2 separate regions of the Sus scrofa genome follow, and region 1 is linked to region 2. Evidence: chromatin contacts called from public Hi-C data. All regions are on one chromosome and are shown on one strand. Each heading gives the region's core, a stretch centred on a gene start, on an enhancer-like site or on the middle of the called end of the contact. The rest is flanking DNA. Distances are from core to core; before and after follow the strand shown. Region 1 overlaps F11R (F11 receptor). Region 2 overlaps CFAP126 (protein Flattop).

Region 1 (3,109 bases), core at 14-2,513, 330 kb before region 2:
GCTCAGTGGCTTAAGGAACAGTATTGCTGTGAGCTGCAGTGTAGGTTGCAGACTCGGCTCATATCCTGTGTTGCTGTGGCATAGGCTACCTGCAGTAGCAGGTCCGATTTGACCCCTAGCCTAGGAACTTCCATGTGTCCTACCATATGTGGCCCTAAAAAGCAAAAGCAAAAAAAAAAAAAAAAAAGACAGGGACAACAAACACACTCTTAATATGCCATCATTTTATCCCTGATCAGGGTGGGTTCATGTCTAAAACACTAATTTCTATGGAATTGCCTCATTCCCCAACCCCCAGGCTTCCCTTTAATGTAGGAAATGTCCATTTGAATCATCCCAAGTACAGGCTGATAGTAAGTTCAGTTGAAATGTCACTTCGAGACTCTGTAGGTCATCTCTAAGACTACAGGGAGTGTTCCCTTCGTGGCTCAGTGGTTAACAAACCCAACTAGTGTCCATAGGATATGAGTTTGACCCTTGGCCTCACTCAGTGGGTTAAGGATCTGGTGTTGGTGTGAACTACAGTATAGGTTGAAGAGGTGGCTCAGATCCCGAGTTGTTGTGGCTGTGGCTGAGACTGTGGCATATGCTGGCAGCTGCAGCTCTGATTTGACCCCTAGCCTGGAAACCTCCATATGCCTCAGGTATGGCCCTAAAAAGATCAAAAAAAAAAAAAAAAAAAAAAGACTATAGGTAAGATTTTTTTTTTTTTTTTTTTTTTTTTTGGCCTTTGTCTTTTGTTGTTGTTGCTATTTCTTGGGCCGCTCCCGCGGCATATGGAGGTTCCCAGGCTAGGGGTTGAATCGGAGCTGTAGCCACCAGCCTACGCCAGAGCCACAGCAACGCGGGATCCGAGCCGTGTCTGTAACCTACACCACAGCTCACGGCAACGCCAGATCCTTAACCCACTGAGCAAGGCCAGGGACCGAACCCGCAACCTCATGGTTCCTAGTTGGATTCGTTAACCACTGCGCCACGACGGGAACTCCTACAGGTAAGATTTTTGAATGTCCAAAGTCACTCTGAAAGTCCCAATTCTTTTAATATAGAACTTCAGGATTTCAACAAACTCAATGTGAAAAATAAACATTTATTACAAAAAAATTAGTTTTAACATTCTAAAATGAAAGCAGACAAGGTGTTTTTCAACTCATAGGGGCTGTTGCAAGCTGGGGAGGTAAATTCCAAGGCTGGTAACAACTGACTCATACTCCTCACAGTGACCTAGGGAGGGAGGGACCATTCGCCTCAGACATACAGGAGCAATGATTCACCTCTGCTTCCCTGTGCTCTTTCTTTCACATCCCTCCCACCCCGTCTCCCAGCCACCATACAAAACTGAAACATACTTCAAAAATCTCATTCTTACTGAACCGTGTCACAGTCTCTACTTTTATTGCCTAATTAGATATTACCTCCATCTGGAAAGTTTACTTTTTATTGGTGTGTGACGGTTTGATTTGGTTTTTGTTTTTCTTTCTGGATCCTTGATGCAAAGAAAGCTCAGTTCTGCGAGGAATTTCCAGATAAGGGAGCAGATGATGGCAAAGTGGCGCTTGGTATCCTCCACCGACATAAGCAAAGTCAACCCTAGAAGACCCCTTATTTGCCCTCTTGCCAGTTAATAAATAGGCTAGGGGTGCTGGGGAGAGGGAGAAACAGATGTGAGGGCAAAGAGGGGTCTGTGTAGGGAGAGGGACGTAGTGACAGGCAGGTCGTCCTTGCTCATTGCTGCTCTCACGCACACCTACACCACCAAATAAAGCAGGAGCACTACTTTACTACTAAAGAAGTGATTCTCCAAGTGATGGGAGACATCCTGTCGCAGGCTCTGGAGCAGCTTTCCCTGCAGCCTGGGGGAAGCCTCCTTGTGCATCTGGTTGGCCCAGGTGGGAGGGCTGGCCGAGGTGGGAGGGTGGGTGCTCTTCCTCTCCCCGAGAGGATCAGACCCAGTATAACTGGGAGCACAGCACCAGCTTTACCCAGGGTGCCCTCCTCCTGTGACAAGAGGACTCTGGAATGAGGGTCCAATGTCCAGAAGCTCCAGTGTAAGGCAGGAACCAGAAGTGGCACAGGGAGCCAGGGACCAGCCCAGGTTGCTGGAGAGCAGGGCTTTGGGGATTTTCCTGTTTGTACTAAGAAGGAGCACAGGAACCTCATTTCTCCCGTCCCCACAACAAAACTAGTCTCACCAAAGAGATAAGTAGTCCTCCAACACACACTTGACTTCAGCATAGAGACCACACACTCTCGCGCAAGCGCGCGCACACACACACATGCACGCACACACGTGCGCTCTGCAAAGCTGACAACTATCCATGTTCCCACCACCCTGCAAACACATCTTAAAAGGGTCAGTCCAGTTGTTCCAGCCAGCGGAAGGGTGATGGCTTGAGCTACCAGTTCCAGCTTTCTCTTCTGTAATTCTTCTGCTCCCGGTCCCCTGAAAGCTTACTATGTTCTCCACAACAAAGGCTCTTGTTTTCCCTACAGATGTGTGGTTGCTGTCAGTCAGCATGTGTTTAGGAAGAGGACGGAGCAGGAGGATCCCAGTGGCACTTCCTTGGGAAGACAGAAGAGAGTGGGCCGCAGAGGTGGAAGAGACTTGATGTCATCACCCAACAACCACTGCAGCTGCTCCGGTCTCCAGTCTCCACTCCAGAACAGCCAGTACCAGTCCTCAAAGGTACTGGTACCTTTCGTCTCAACAAGAAGAAAAAGTCAAGGAACCAGGATCCAGAGCTCTGTCTGAGGACTGCTACATGCAGGGGGAGGGAGCCCCGCCACTCTTGCGGTCTAGTTGGAAGGGAAGTCTTCAGGCATCACTCAGGACATCTGTGTGATCCCTCACAGGGATGGGAAAAGAAAGCTTTAAAAAGTCCTAGGCCACTCAGCAGTGGTGGGCAGGGAAGGGAAGGAGGAAGGGGCACAGGGCTGACATTATTAAAAACAACATTCTAAGATAAAAGTGGGGGGCCTTGTGGGGGCTAGAACACAAATAAGGCATCCTGTGAAACTACAGACATCAGGGGCCAGAGTCTGGTAGCACCTGAGTAAGGCAAGCACAGAGGAGACAGGCGATGCATGGACCAGGGTCACACCAAGAATG
Region 2 (3,192 bases), core at 87-2,586:
TCTAGTTGGATGCGTTTCCACTGAACCGCAATGGGAACTCCCTTCTGATTTTTTTTTTTTAATGGAAATTTTAAAAATGGAGATAGCATATGAGAGTATGTATATACATCCAAAACTTTGATAACATGCTCTGTTTGTCAGTCTGTGAGGAAACAGGCTTTTTTTTTGAGGGGGGCACAACCCTGGCATATGGAAGTTCCCAGGCTAGGGGTCAAATCAGAGCTATATCTGTGCCCTATACCACAGCCACAGCAACGCAGGTCTGAGTCACGTCTACAACCTACACCACAGCTCACGGCAATGCCAGATCCTTAACCCACTGATGGAGGATCAAACACACTTCTTCATGGATATCAGTTAGATTAGTTACCACTGAGCCACAAGGGGAACTCCTCAGTGTCTTTTTATTAAGCAATCCCACTTCTAGAAATCTATCCCAAAGCTATTCTGGCAAATAAATAAATAAATAAGAAAAGAAATGTGCACTATTAAATGTAGCATTATTTGTAACAGCTACAGGCTGGAAACAACCCAAATGTCTATCAGTAATAACCATGGTATCTCCACACAATGGAGTACTATGCAGCCATAAAAAGTAATGAGGAAGATGCTGCTCTGGAGCAATCTCCAAGAAATACTTGTAAGTGAAAAGAGCAAGATGTAGCACATGTGAGTAGTGTCCTATTATGTTCAGATATAAATATGTGTTTCTAACAGAAAAACGATGGAAAAATAAGAGATATTTTTCTCCCTTTAGGGAGAGAGAAAAAATAAAGTGGAAAGACTTTAAATAAAGTGGAAAAGGGCAGAAGATAAACTTCTTTGAATATACCTTGTTTTGCAGAGTTTCCTTCCTTCCTCCCTCTTTCTTTCTTTCTTTCTTTCTTTCTTTCTTTCTCCCACACTCTCAGCATATGGAAATTCCCCAGAGGTCAGGGATGAAATCCGAGCCACACCCGAGACCCACACAGCAGCTGCAGTGATGCCAGATCCTTAAACCACTGAACCACAGCAGGAAATCCCATAGTTGATTTTAGAACCATGTAAATATTTTACATAATTATAAAATAAAATTAAGTAAAAACAAAAGTAATTCCTAAAATAAACCAATAAATTATCACAGTAGTTTTTTATAAAGAGATAGTTGGCTAAATACAAACGCTATATAAATGAGTTAATACCTCTGCTCCCTCTCAACATCACAAATTTCATACCCAGTTTTCTTTCTTAAGGCTAAGTCTCCCTCTAGTGGAGATTAGTTTTACAACTAGTCCCCCCCACACCCTACACTGACTGTCTCTTGCTGCCAAATCCTTAAATTACATAAGTATTAGAGTCATGAGAAGAAGGACGTAGTGGAAGATGGGATAGCAAAGAGTCAAGGACAGAAGCAAATTTTAGAAGGAAGTGAGGGGTGGGGGGTGTGTGTGGTTTCTGGTGGTGGTGAGAGATATGAGAGGCTCTAAGAGCCAAGAAACTTTGGTTATTCAACTCAGAATGGGGAAGGAACTACAAATTCCTGTTGGAAGATTGCCACCACTTCTGCCCAGAAAGACGTGATTAATATGACAACATCACTGTGTACTCAGGGAAGTAGCTCCCCCCAGGGCATTGCCTTAGGGAGAAACTCTGGCCAGAAATAGTGATGAGTAGATGGGTGATTTTTCCTGAGCCAGGTAAGGTGTGATGGGGGTGAACTCAGGCACCTCGCTCATCTCTCAGGACTTTCCCAGAGTCCCACTGACCATTAAGGTCAGATGTGTGAAAGCTCTGCCTTCTCAGAGACCGATCATGGGGAAAGGCCCTGGCACAGGCTCCCCAGTTCCTGGCAAGGAGAGGAGAGTCAAAGACTAGCCCACATTGAAAGTGGCCTCTGGGGGTATGAGGGGAGAGTCCTGGTGTTCTGGGCTATCCTAGGTCTCATCTGACCTCACATAGCGGAAACTACTGAGGAAAAGTCCTTTAGAGGAGAACCTCTCCTCACATCTGCTCCAATTTCTAAAAGTATGTGCCATTCTTCCTCCCATGCTCTGGCGCACTGTGGTCTTACCCTCTGTAGAGAACTTTTGAGGGTTGCCACCTCAGCATGTATCTCAGTCTCCTCTACAGTTTTTACATAAGAATACAAAAAGAAATGAACACTAAAAAACAGCCTAGTTTTTTAGGTTCATTTTCTGGTCCTCTAAAATCTAACTCCTTAATTCAGCTCTCCTACGTGTCTAGCCTGAGAATACTGTCCAGGAACTTATTCATTTGAATAATCATTTCAGCCCATTGCCACATCTTTCTCTGTTCTGCCTCACTTCCTCCCTTTAAGAGGTGAATTGAGATCCTAGAGGGAAAAAAATGGCCTACCTAGGTGTGGTGACCCTTCCTGAGTGCAAAATATAAGAAACTTGTTGCTAAAGGCCAAGGTTCTTAATGTGACAAAAAGTAACGTGAGCCTTATACAATGAAATATTTTCAGCCTTAGAAAATCGTGAAATTCTGACATACTACTACAACATTGGGTGAGCATTGGATGAGCCCTGAAGATATGCTAAATAAGCCTATCACAAAAAGACACATTCCATTTATATGAAGTACTTAGAGTGATCAAACATCATAGATACAGAAAATAGAATTCTACTGGGGGGCAGGAAGAATCAGTTATTGTTTAATAGTTACAAAGTTTCAGTTTTGCAAGATGAAGAGAATTCTGGAAATTGGTAACAGTGATGGTTGCATAACAATATGAATGTAGTTTAAACAGCACTTTAAAAGAGTTAAGATGGTAAATTTTATGTTACGTGTATTTTACCACAGTAACAAAAAAAAAATTTATGTGGTAATGTGAATTTACTGAAGACAGCCAAGAAGTAATAAAACTAGGCGCCACTGAATGACACTAGGATAAGGTGTCATGTGTCATTTTGACAAGTACCAGGAGGAACATCTCTCTCCAGAGCTCTGTGTCCCTCCTTTGTACATGCATAAATCACTCAAGCATCATTTGTACCTCTTCTCTGAGAACATATTGCCTCAGACCATTCCCAGATTTTACCCTCTTCTTCTGTCAGAAAGTAGGCAAAGTCCAAACTCCCAAACTGGCCTGTTCCTGAAAGTCCAAACCCTGAAATCTGAAATCTCAAGCTTTTATTTAATCTGATTAGATAAATGCAACAAAACAGGTTTCTTTCCTATGGGAAGTCT

Evidence for each region. Hi-C and Micro-C count contacts between places; a contact is called where the count stands out from the background.
Region 1: a Hi-C map of embryonic fibroblasts shows a contact between it and region 2, with 2.4 times the contacts expected there. The contact joins two enhancer-like sites. A contact is called at or near these places in 3 of 47 Hi-C or Micro-C datasets (embryonic fibroblasts, retroperitoneal adipose tissue and subcutaneous adipose tissue).

The regions. Positions count from the first base shown.
Region 1 is chr4:89,447,850-89,450,958 of Sscrofa11.1, reverse strand. It overlaps F11R (F11 receptor), which reads right to left. Exons shown (of 10, transcript NM_001128444.1): 10 at 3,070-3,109. The coding sequence ends at 3,096. Among named protein-coding and RNA genes, the nearest start is that of F11R, 24 kb to the right of the region's middle. Within about 2 kb of position 1,263, at least 15 of the 83 cell types and tissues checked have an H3K27ac peak or open chromatin away from gene starts, as enhancers often do. A contact at or near this core is called in embryonic fibroblasts, where this site is marked.
Region 2 is chr4:89,118,170-89,121,361 of Sscrofa11.1, reverse strand. The region is part of intron 1 of CFAP126 (protein Flattop); the gene reads right to left. Among named protein-coding and RNA genes, the nearest start is that of CFAP126, 12 kb to the right of the region's middle. Within about 2 kb of position 1,336, at least 12 of the 83 cell types and tissues checked have an H3K27ac peak or open chromatin away from gene starts, as enhancers often do. A contact at or near this core is called in embryonic fibroblasts, where this site is marked.